Regions from separate parts of the Callithrix jacchus genome. Here region 1 is linked to region 2. Evidence: chromatin contacts called from public Hi-C data. All regions are on one chromosome and are shown on one strand. Each heading gives the region's core, a stretch centred on a gene start, on an enhancer-like site or on the middle of the called end of the contact. The rest is flanking DNA. Distances are from core to core; before and after follow the strand shown. Region 1 overlaps LOC144577473 (a long non-coding RNA gene). Region 2 overlaps WDR25 (WD repeat domain 25).

Region 1 (6,004 bases), core at 1,856-4,355, 210 kb before region 2:
GTGGTTCTTTAAAAACATGGGACCAGGGCCAGGCGCAGTGGCTCACACCTATAATCCCAGCACTTTGGGAGGCCAAGACAGGTGGATCACAAGGTCAGGAGTTCAAGACCAGCCTGGCTGATATGGTGAAACCCTGTATCTACTAAAAACAAAAAAAAATTTAGCCAGGCATTGTGGCACATGCCTGTAATCCCAGCTACTCAGGAGGCTAAGGCAGGAGAATTGCTTGAACCTGGGAGGCAAAAGTTGCAGTGAGCCAAGACCGTGCCACTGCATTCCAGCCTGGGTGACAGAACAGGACTCTGTCTCAAAAAGAAACAAAAGCGAAAAGGGAGCAGCAGAGTATATAAAGCGTCATCGGCTGTGCGATAGGTGAGAGCCCACTTGGAGCCCAGCCGTGCAGCCAGAGATGGGGGCAGGGCTATTGTGCTAGCTGCTGAGCGCTGAAACTGTCCTTGTCCTTGACAGAAGGGGCTCACAGAAGGGCACTGCTGGAAGCCAGCAAGCAGGACGCCTCACTCAGCCTTGGTCGGAGCTGAGAGATCGCCAGGCAGGCGCAGTAAGGAGCTATCTGCCTCCCGAGAGGGTTTTTGGTGAGGGCAGACTTTGAGTGTGTCCTGAGGGAACTGGGGGTAAGCAGGAGGAAGAATTGGGAGCCACAGCTCACTCCACATCTATTCTGTGCCAATTCTTCATATATTTAGCAGTCCCACTACCCAGTGGTTATTACACCCATTTTTCAGATGTGGAAGCTGAGGCTTGCAGAAGTATAGTGGCTCATCTGGAGTCACAGCCAGAAAACAGAGGCACAGGGATGTGAACACAGAACCCCAGGGTCAGTACCCCTGGAGCCTGGCCCACTGCACACAGTAAAACCCACAGGAGGGCAGAGGAGGGGGAGGTCACCATGACCCTTGGTGTATGCCCACCCACAGGAATACAGAGGTGCCTTTGCACTGCGCAGGCATGGCTCACCGTCAGTCAGTATACAGGAGACACAGATCCTCCCCCAGCCCCCCTTCCATGTCCACAGCAGACATTGCTAATCAATCGCAGCACGCCTCTAAGCACCAGCGCCAACAACCAGGGTTGGTAGACTGGATGGACCAATTCGCCATCCCGGGCTAGTTTTCTGATTTTAGTGGCTGAACTGTCCAATACAGGAGTCACGAGCCACATACGGTCACCGAGTGCCTAAAATGGAACTCGGGTCTGAAGTGCACGTAAGTACCAACAACATGCTGGATTTCAAGACCTAGTCTAGCAAAAAAGAATGCAAAGTATCTCATTGATAAATGTTGTGTAGGTTACATGTCAAAATGATGCTATCTGGATATACCGAGTTAAAAACATACAAAACGCTCATTTCACTGGTCTTGTGTACTTTTTGGAAACGTGGCTTCCGTTCGGTTTCCGTCGGAGAGAGCGGGTCTGGAGTTCAGGCTGCGCGGACAGCGCCCCTGGTGGCCGAGGGGGTAAATTCATGTCACCAAGGGCGTGTTTTTCTACCCGAGATCCAGCGCAGGTTCCGCCACGGCTCTGTACCTGTTTCCTCATCTGTGAAAATGGGGACAAGAGTAATTCCTGTCTCATAGATTGCAATTGAGGAATAGATGAGTTAAAACATGGAAGGTATGTGAAGCAGCACCTGGCGCCGTTATAAGCACTGAGTGACTGTTGGCTATGTTTCTATTACAACATCGTGTTGACTGGGAGATAGATCCCAGGCCCTTTTCTCTCCTGGGCCTCCCGGTCTTGGCCCCACTCCAGAGAAGCCTCCGCCCCCCAGGAGAGATAGGAGCTGACGTCCAGCAGGAATAGCACAGCTTCCTGCCACGTACACCGGAAAAGACCCCGCCAGGCCGAAGCCATCACTGGAGCCACTTCCTGTGTTTCACTGATAAGCTTCCCCGTCACCCCTCACTGAGGTTCTGCTTCCTACCTGAGCTCTCGAACCCTGAGCCACAGTTCCAATCTCTGGGGTCCTCAGAGCCCCCAATGCTCTTGCTGTTCCCTGACTCTCCTCATAGCATGGTTGCTGACACTGATGCTTCAGGGAAGCTGCTTAACTCCGTCCCATTTCCCAACAAGCTCTGAGAGTCATTAAAAATAATAGTGGTTGTGCCTTTGCAGATATAAAGCAAGAATGGCTAGTTTTGGCATTTCTGCCAAGCTTAGAAAACACAGAAAAACCTTATTTTAAAAAGGAGGGAGGGAAGGCTTTTGTAAATCTACCACCAAGAGTCAGCCACTAGTTACTAGCTTCCTAGCTCCCTTTCTAGAGCAGTGCTGTCCAATAAAAATGTAGAATGAGGCCAGCACCTCCCAAAGAGCTAGGATACGTGGCTCACACCTGTATCCCAGCACTTTGGGAGGCCGAGGCGGGTGGATCACCTGAGGTCAGGAGTTCAAGACCAGCCTGACCAACATGGAGAAACCCCGTCTCTACTAAAAATACAAAATTAACCCAGCATGGTGGCACATGCCTGTAATCCCAGCTACTCAGGAGGCTGAGGCAGGAGAATCACTTGAATCCAGGAGGTGCAGTAAGCTGAGATCAGGCCATTACACTTCAGCCTGGGCAAAAAGAGCAAAACTCCATCTCAAAAATAAATAAATAAATAAATAAATAAAACCATACAGTGAGCCACACAGGTAATTTCACAATCTCTAGCAACATGTTTTGAAAAGTAAATTTCATCTGGCTGTCAACCAGGTGAAGTTAATTTTAACAATATATTGTTATTTAGCCCAATGTATTCACAATATTATCTCCATGTGTAATCAATATAAAAATATTAGCGAGACAGTTCCCACTCTCCTTTTGAGCCAAGTCTTTGGAGTCCCGTGTGCCACTGCACTAACAGCACCTCTCAGCTTGGTTCCAACCGCATTTCAAGTGCTCAGTACCCAGTGGCTCATGGCTGCTATCTCAGACAGTGTGGGTCTAGGTGCTTTTTAAAGCAAATGGGCAAGGGTTGAGTGTGGTGATGCTGGACTGTCAAGGCCTGTGCAGTTTGGGGCGCTGCTGGTCTTGCGATAATGAAATCCCTTCCTTCCTCAGGGCCTGCTGCTCCATGCGCACCATGTAGAATCCATACTCCTTCCCAAGTGCTCCACGCATTATTAGGTGGGGAATAACTGGATGCCAGGAAAAGAAAGGGCAAGATAGCTTCATGGTGCCCTGGCTCGACAATGGTGAAGCCTTTGAGAGGCCTCCGAGGGTAAGAAACTGGGAGTCCCCAGAATCCCTCAATCATCCTCATTCACGTCGCTGCGGCCCTGTTTTCCACACTTCCGGTTCCTCGGATTTCCTACTCCAGGCAGAGGCTCCAAGACGCCTGGTACTTCAGGGTTTGACATCCTGCCAGCTTGGGCTCCCCTTACGTTGCTAACCGCGTGTCTCCCAAGATGAAAGACTGTAAGAGAAGATAAAAATAGTTCCCGGGGAGGGGACTGCTTCAGCTGGCCCAGTGTGTACAGTCCCGGTTTCATCTCTGATGTGAATAATTCATCTCTCCTAAAACGCCGCTGCTGAGTTGGGAACATCACTATTGCATTTTTTTGATGAGGCACTTTTTAAAAAATCATAAACACCCAGCACATTAAGAGGAGAGCCTGAAGTACGCCATTTAGAGCCATTTGCTCAGGCAGAAAGCAGCGCGCGTGAGCTGCGCCGGCAGCTTGTTCCCCAAGTTGACATATCAAAGCTGCCTTTGGTTTCCTCCCTTGCTTAGACGAGGGAATATGACCTTGTTTCTTGTGAAGAGTTAGCAGAGGTGGCCCTGGAGAAGGAAACGGCCTGGCCAGGGCAGCAGGCAGCCTGAGAACCGGCCCTCGCCCTCTTCGGGCCTCTTCTTAATGACCTCGTGAAGATAAGCACAAGTAAACCACGCTGCAGTGAGGCCAGCTCAGTGCATGTTCTTGAAGAAGCCAAAGGGCGTCTGGCAAGGCTCTGGGGATATGAATAATAACATGAATAACTGTGACCATTAATCACTTACTACATGCCTGGCCGCCCACACTAACAGCTCTCGATGTGTTATCTCATTTCATCCTTGCAACGCTATGAAGAGGGACGCTCTTATTATACCCATTTCACAGATGAGGGCACTGAGGCTTGGAGGGCAGGGATGAGTCATTTGCAGGGCTGTCTGCTCTTGTCCTTCTCCAGGTCTCTCAGTGGGGAGGGACACTCCCCTCCAATTGCTGATAGTCCCTAGAATCACAGCTGAGCCCAGAGCAGGTGTGCAAAGAGGTCACCAGAGCTCTCTCACGGCCTTTCACTCTCTCCGATGACCCTGAAGCCTCAGGCTCCCCTAGTTCACCAAGCCTGGGCTTCTGGGAGTGAACCTGGTCCTGCTGCCTGCCCCACACCTTCTACATCTTTGCCTCAGGTCTTGGGGGACAGGATTGAGGTGGCCCTGTCCCCTCTGTCCCCTCAGTCCCCCATGACAACTCATGGGTTCCAGATTTTCTGTTTCCCTGGAGCAGGAAAATGGAACCCAGTGGTTTGGTCTGGCTTCCCACGTGAAAAGTCACCTCCTGGACCTTGGAGCCTCCCCTCCGGTACAGTAGGGCCAGGGTGGAGGGTGGCCCCATGGGGACAAGGCTTGGCAGAGCCAGCAGGGAAGTGGCTGGCATGGCAGCCATCCACAGCTGGGCCCAGGCCTGCCTCAGTGGTACACACAGGGGCCCAGCTCAGGCCCCATGAAGAGGGAACTAGAAACAATTTTCCTCACCTCGCACGAATCCCATCCCAAATTCCCACCATCGGCTTCCGGGGAGCGGAGGCCTGAGCGCCTCTCCTCCTGTGGAGCTCGAGTATGGTGCTGGGTCCTGAAGGCCTCAAAATCCCTGTCTGGGCCCCCAAGCCCCCGTCTCCAGAAGGCAGGGAGCCGCCCTTCCAGCTTTGGGCCTACTGACATGGGACCCAGCGTCTGTTGGTCCAAGTCCAAGGATTACGAAACGCGGGTGACTGCCCTGCCCTTCCCCTGCTGCCTGTGTGGGGCCCGCATCCCGGCCCCCACATCGCGAAGCCCCAAGCTTTCTGGAGGCGCTTGGCCTCATTTTATTCCCCCAATAAGCCCCTGCGGTGGCCAGAGCAAGACTCTTAGCCCATCTCTCTGGCAGGAGAACTGGGGAGTCACGGCAGTGCCCTGGCCCCAGCATGCGGAAGTGCGGCGAGCTCCTGGGATTTGGGATCCTCTTGGAAATTCTCAAAGGAGCCAGCCCCTTTTTTGCCAAGTGAGTCCCACTGGGCCCATCAAACTTCGCTCCCCATGAGTTTGGGGTGGCTTCAAGCAGGGTCCCCCCTGCAGAGGGACAGGGACAGCCCTGAGTGGTGAAGCGGGGCTCTGTAGCATATCTCCTGGTAAGGAGTCCCCTGGCCACACCACTGCCCAGGGATGCTGCCCCAGCGGGACCCTCAGCCTCCTAGGCTTGGACCGAGGCAGAGCGGGCTCGGGCCACACATGTGACCTTCTGTATATGTCTTTGTGTATATGTACATGTATATGTATATGTATATGTATATGTATATGTATATGTACATGTACATGTACATGTATATGTATATGTATATGTATACGTATATGTATATCGCCTGTCTCTGAGGCTTCTCCCCATTCCCCAGCTCAACTACAGTGGACACTCTGCCTTGTCCAGACCCCACCCTCACCTGGACCGAGGTTGTCACGGTTGGCCTGCATGCCAGATGGCAGCTCCTCGGGGCAGTGACAGCATCTTTCTTTTCTTGAGCTTCTCTGAAGCCACCATACCGCACAGTTCAACCCATGTTTGTTGAATGAAGAAATGACCTAGAATGACCTAGAATGGGGCCTTACCCTTTTGCTCCCAGGACAAAGGCATTTGCTCCCTCCAGGGCTGCTTTGCCAGAACCACCACCCTTGCTGTCCTCTGCTTCACCCTTACCTCCCATGGCCCCCACTGGTTGTCCACCTTAAAGGGAACCCCAAAGCCAATGAGTGAGGCATGAAACCCT
Region 2 (6,016 bases), core at 358-2,857:
GCCACAGTCAGAGCTGGCCCTCCCCATAGCCCTGCTCCTCCTGGCACCTCCCAGTCCCTACACTGCTGAAATGAAACCCTTGGGAGCAACAGCCGGGTATCAGATCTTCTCTCCGCCCCTCTCTAACTATATGTGACCCTAGGCAACTGCTTTACCCTCTAAGAAGCTTCTCAGCTATAAAATGAGAATAGCAATAGCTAACAGCAAGTCAGTGCAATGCCTTCAGCCCGGCGCTTGGCATGCAGCAGGTGCTCAATGCCTGGCCACTGCTACTGAGACTGCTTTTAGGAAGGAACCTCCCTCTGCTTCCTCCATCCCATCACCACAGCAAATGCTTGCTGACTAGGCTCTGCAGACCAAGCATCAATCAGAGGCTTTCCTCCTATTGTCATTTCATCCTGCAGCAGCCCATGACAGGAGTGAAAGTAGGATTGTCCCATTTCACAGATAAGAAAACCAAAACCAAGAGCTTCAGTAACTCAGCGGGCAGGCTAGGAAGCAGCAGAGCCCACACTGTGCTCCACGTAGCCCCCAGCCCGTGGGCAGGGCCCAGCCAAGCTCCCCTGTGTGCCTCCACCCTCCCCTGCTGCCCCTCTGTGTGCCCGCACTCTGGCACTCCAAGAACCCCACTCTCTGGGCAATGCCACTTCCAGCCTTTGCCTGGGAAGCTCCAGAGGTAAGACCTGTCTGGAAAGGAGACCCCCTTCCTGTAAGACACAAACCACCCCTGCACTGCCTTTCCAGCCCCACCCTACCCCCTGGGCAGTGAGGGCCCAGTCCTCCCCTAAAGTGCTTGGTTCACACAATCATCCCCATAAACATCTGTCTAGCCCCCATTCTACAGTGAGCACTCTTCAAGGAGGCAGAGCTCGATATCACACATAAGGACCTCACACACAGTAGGAGCTCAGCAAACGTTTGATGACTGCGTGGTAAATGAACAGAGTGAGTGCCTCCTACATGTCCCCCGTGATGTTCATACCAGGTTCTGGAAACCTAAGCCAGGAAGCAGAGTCTTATCTCCCTGGCCCAGTTTCAAGACCAAACCAGGCAGGGTTCTGTATGTCTTGGTTGATTAAAGTGATGAACAGGAAGTAAACACAGGCTGTAGAATCCCTTTCTCAAAATGCCAGGGACCAGGTACTTTAACACAAATTCAGCAGCAGCTTCTTTAATCATCTCAGGGTTAATAAAAAATGTCAATTACATTTGTCATCAGGACTATCCTGGGGGAACAATCCCAGTGCAGATAATCTCTGGTCAAATGACAGCCTGGTCTGTTTGTCACACATCCTTCCAGCTGCCTCGCTGACGAATTTATTGAGTGGTTACCTCCCCCTGGCCTGTCCCTTCGTAAATAATCAGAAGTAATGTGGATCTCCCAAATAATCCCGACATGAGAATTGCTGCTCTGGCTCTCCCTAAAAAAAAGAAGGGAATAAAAACAGGGAATGAGACTAAATAGAACAGAAGGTGAAGATTGCCAGGAAGGGTGAGTATGGCAACCGGGGCAGCCTGGGCTCCTTCCACATGGACAAAGTGGGGCCTGTATTTTTCTCCCAGTGACCCTCAGTGCTTAGCAGAGCCCCCAGAGAGCTAGCATGCTGAATCATGCCAGCCAGCCCCTCCCAGCCCCCAAACCTTGAGGATCCTATCCTACAGCCCATTCTATATGCCTGTAAACAGCAGCTCAGAACAGACTAAGTCGCAGGCTTCCATGGGACTCAAAGCCAGGTGTCTGGCGCCACCCTGCTGCCGTGACCGAAGGGCTCCCTGAGTGTGACTGCTTGTCTGCATTTTGAGAGTAGCTATTTTGCAATCAAGGAATTCCTGCACATTCAAATTGCCAGGTGCAAACGCATCCAAGAGGAAAACACTCCCCTGCTATGACTGACACACATAAAGAGAGGAACAGAGTCAGGATGAAATTGAAAAAGGAAAACACTGCTTTCCACCCAGGACTACTCCAAATGTTCTGAAATCCTGAAACATGCCTAAATTAAGTGTTCTATCTTTATCAGAGGGACTCGAAAGTAACTATGCTGCTTTCAGGGACTCTCAGACGACACTTTCCCACGTTTGTTTCTTAACAGTGGATCCTATCCTTGACAGGTGGACCTGAACATGCACCGGAAGTCAGGGCCCAGGCTTTCTCCAGCTGGAAGTTGGATTGGGCAACTCCCTTAGCCTCTGCCACAGTGCTTGAAAGTGCTGCCAGCTACTTTTCTCCCATTCACTGCAGCATGCTTTACAAATGGGAGGAATTTTTGCTGTAAAACCCTAAAACATTCAAGATAACGTTTATTATCTTGAATGGAGAAAATAGGGAATATACTAGAAATATCCTAGAAAATATCCTAGAAATATAACTATTTCTAGTATTCATTTTAAAGCTATGGCAATTCAAAGACTTAAGCTGAGCACAATACCTTGAAGACCACTGTTAATTTCTCCAACTCATTGTCACATAAAAAGCATCCACCCCCACATGGCAATCAGGGGCTGTCCAGCTGCCCTTCCAGACAGCTCTGTGTCCAGGAAGAAATCCAGGTGGCGCTTTTTCAGCAGACCCACAGGCATTAAGTTTACAAGTGAACTTTCACGAGACAGGCGAAGGCTCTTATTTTGATGACTTCCCTCTATCTTGGCAATTTTATCACCTTCATAAACACTAATGGCTCTTGAATACCTGCCATGGGTGAGGTATGCTGTGCCAGGCTGAACTGCACAATGCCACACAAAATGCCATCAGATGAGTCACCTGTCTGCACTGAATCAGCCTTGTGATGCACAGGAGTCCGGGGGCTGAAGCAACAGCAGCTTCTTCACCAAGGCCAGAGCCATCCACACACTCTGACAAGCAACAGACACCTTCACTTCCTGAATGCCCACCGAGTGCCAGGTGCCTCACACATGTTGTCTGTGATCCTAACAATAACCCAGGAGGGTATCCTGTCACCAGTCACCAGTGGGTGCAGTGAGGGTCAGAAATAAGGACTTCACTAGCCCAGGAGGGATAGAGCTAGGAAACCAATGTCCAGTCCCACTCCGCATTGCTCCTCGCCTCCGTCTGCAGGAGGGTGCCCTAGCCAGCAAGGCCAGGCCATTTTTGTGGGCAGGTGGTCAATTGGCCATGTGCTAAAGGAAGTGCAGAACCCTAGAGGAGTTCTAGAAGGAACTCTGGCTTTGCAGCCAGGCAGTTCTTTTTGTTTATTTGTTTGCTTGTTTTGAGACGGAGTTTCGCTCTTGTTGCCCAGGCTGGAGTGCAATGGCGCGATCTCGGCTCACCGCAACCTCCGCCTCCAGGGTTCAGTCAATTCTCCTGCCTCAGCCTCCCGAGTAGCTGGGATTACAGGCACGCGCCACCATGCCCAGCTAATTTTTTGTATTTTTAGTAGAGACGGGGTTTCACCATGTTGACCAGGATGGTCTCAATCTCTGGACCTCGTGATCCACCCGTCTCGGCCTCCCGAAGTGCTGGGATTACAGGCTTGAGCCACCACACCCGGCCCACAGCCAGGCAGTTCTGAGTTCAAATCCCAGCTCTGCCTCTTACCAGTTGTGTGACACTGAGCATATCACTGTACCCCTCTGAGTCTTACTTTCCTCAGAAATAAAATAGGGAAAATGTAATGAACTTCATGGGGTGGCTAAGAAGACTAAACAAGATTAACGGAAATAACATGAAAGCCACTCAACCTCTCTCTTCTCCTTAATCAACTCTGCCTATAATCAGCTTTGGATGAAAAAGCCTAAGAATCAAACCTAATTTCAAATCCCACCTCCCAGTTTTGCCAGCTGAATGATCGTGGGCATGGGGCATAACCTACTCTGGCTCAGCTCCCCACAGTCACCTACAGGGCAGTGCAAGGGTTAAGGAGCCAGTGTCTGGCATGGAGTGGGAGTTCAATAAAAGCTCATTCCATTCAATTTGAGTTAATTAAAAAACCTTACTCATAGCCTTGAGAATGGCAGGAGCACAGAGGGCTAAAACTACAAAGAGAAATCCATTCGAAGCCCATAAATTGGATATCCTACCAATGAATGCATTTTCTTATGAAGTGACAATATTATGAACCTCTTCTGAATGCCTGGCGATGCCTAAGAGTTATGTCTTCATTGGGCTGAAAGCTGTTGTCAAATCACAAAGAATTTGAAGGGGCTCTAAAACAACTCACGAAAAGGAATAACTGAAACCAAGTTTACTGAACAAATCAAATTATTTCACTGCGTGCCCATCTTTGCAAAGCTTCTCCAAATTACACTTCATTATGAGACTTGGAAATTAGACACCAGCAACAAAATAAGAAAGCCAGAACACATAAATATTTACATAATTGTCAGAATAAAAGTATTCTCCTGTGCAAATCTACCTACTACTTTGTTTATTCTTATTAACTCAAGTTTAGAAATGGGACAATCATCTGAAACAGGGCCTGGGGATTTATTTCCCAGAGTCTATTTCTTTTTTTCTTTTGAGAAAACAATGATGTGTCAGGAGAGAAAAGGATGAGAAGGCAAAGATAAGGAGGTTTGGTCCTCCTTGAGCCCCTTAGCATCCTTGATGGTCAGCTCAGGGCAGAGAGCAGCTGGGCAGACAAATGCTCTGAGCTGGCTCCTCTCTTCTCTTCTTCACTAAGCGGGTGTATAACACCAGAGCTGTGGGTAAACGTGGTGGTGGGGGTGGGGGTGGGCAGAGGAACAGAAAGGGGTTAACAGCAGTGCTGACCGTGACATCAGTAGTAATAACAGTAATACTACTACTACTAATAATAATGGCAACCAATGCCCAAGTGTCTGGATGCTAGCCACATGCCACCCAAATCCCTACAACCACTCTCTGCTAAGAGGTGTGTCCCTGCTTCACAGTAAGGAAATCAAGGCTGCCAGAAGTTAAGCAACCCACCTTGCCCAAGGCCACACAGCTAGTAAGCACCAAAGATGATGTAGGAGCCCAGCTTCGGGTAGGTTTTTATGCCACTATAGTACCAGTTCGTCGGCACTGAAACCCAAGAACTGAAACAGTGAGGCTCAACACTTTGCAGGCTCAGACAGGAATCTCAGATGTGGGTCTGGGTCTGGCTAAAGCCAAGCTTTGGGGTCTCTTGAAAAGAGGATGGGGCTGAGGCTGGGCCATGGCAGCGTGGGCAGAAGGTACCTGTTCTCCACAGCCAGGTGCTCTTCCAGGAGCAAAACCAACGTGTGGGTTGGGCCCTGGAAAGAAGTCCCTGCTCTGCATTCCACCTCCTCCTTTCTTGCCACTCTCCTGAGCCCTCAAGCCTCAATAATCAAACATGCACACATGCATTCAACATGCGAGCACCAGGCCCTTACTCCAGCTCCAGCCCCTCACCGAGCACTAAAGGGACCCAACTGGCTAAGCCACAGCTCCGGTGCTAAAAGGCCTTCAGCGCTCTTCTAGGCAAGACTCTAACTGTTGTGCCACATTTTCCAAAACTAAAAGGCAGAACAGATGGCTCAGCATATGGTGTGGCACGAGGACAGCAACTGAAGGCAGGGCCAACCTAGCAAACCAAGGCCCTCTGGGAGCCAGAGCTTTTGCTTCCAGGGTGCACATGTACCCTCCACAGCTCAAGGGCGGGACCTATGATGCCCAGCCAGATGTTCCTAGGTGGAACACAATCCCAGGAAGGACCCAATGACATGGCAAAGTAAGACCAAGCTACGCAGGAGACTGACCCGCAGGAAACTTGTCTGGGGTACGCAGAGGCCTCCACAAGCCAAGAAACACTGAACACCTGACTCAGAGGCTGCCTGGCCGGCCTAAAAGGAAAGCCAGGCCACAGTTCATGGCCACACTGCCACGTAGTGCCATTATATAGGGAAGTTAGAATGACAAAAGTACCTGGCTGCAAATCCATGGAGACACCATTAAGATGCCATTAAAACATGTAAGCTCAATGTAAAACTATTTCATCGCAAATTATACTGCTGTAAAATAAACAAAGGAAATGAATTCTAAAAAGCATCAAAGTGACATTAAAGCAAACTGAAC

Evidence for each region. A called contact is a pair of places that touch in the nucleus more often than the background predicts.
Region 1: a Hi-C map of induced pluripotent stem cells shows a contact between it and region 2, with 3 times the contacts expected there. The contact joins two enhancer-like sites. A contact is called at or near these places in 3 of 3 Hi-C or Micro-C datasets (induced pluripotent stem cells and skeletal muscle).

What each region holds. Positions count from the first base shown.
Region 1 is chr8:135,546,807-135,552,810 of calJac240_pri, reverse strand. LOC144577473 (a long non-coding RNA gene) reads right to left here. Exons shown (of 2, transcript XR_013521542.1): 2 at 2,657-3,955. Among named protein-coding and RNA genes, the nearest start is that of BEGAIN, 61 kb to the right of the region's middle. Within about 2 kb of position 3,105, at least 2 of the 16 cell types and tissues checked have an H3K27ac peak or open chromatin away from gene starts, as enhancers often do.
Region 2 is chr8:135,338,277-135,344,292 of calJac240_pri, reverse strand. All of the region lies in intron 2 of WDR25 (WD repeat domain 25), which reads right to left. Among named protein-coding and RNA genes, the nearest start is that of WDR25, 62 kb to the right of the region's middle. Within about 2 kb of position 1,607, at least 3 of the 16 cell types and tissues checked have an H3K27ac peak or open chromatin away from gene starts, as enhancers often do.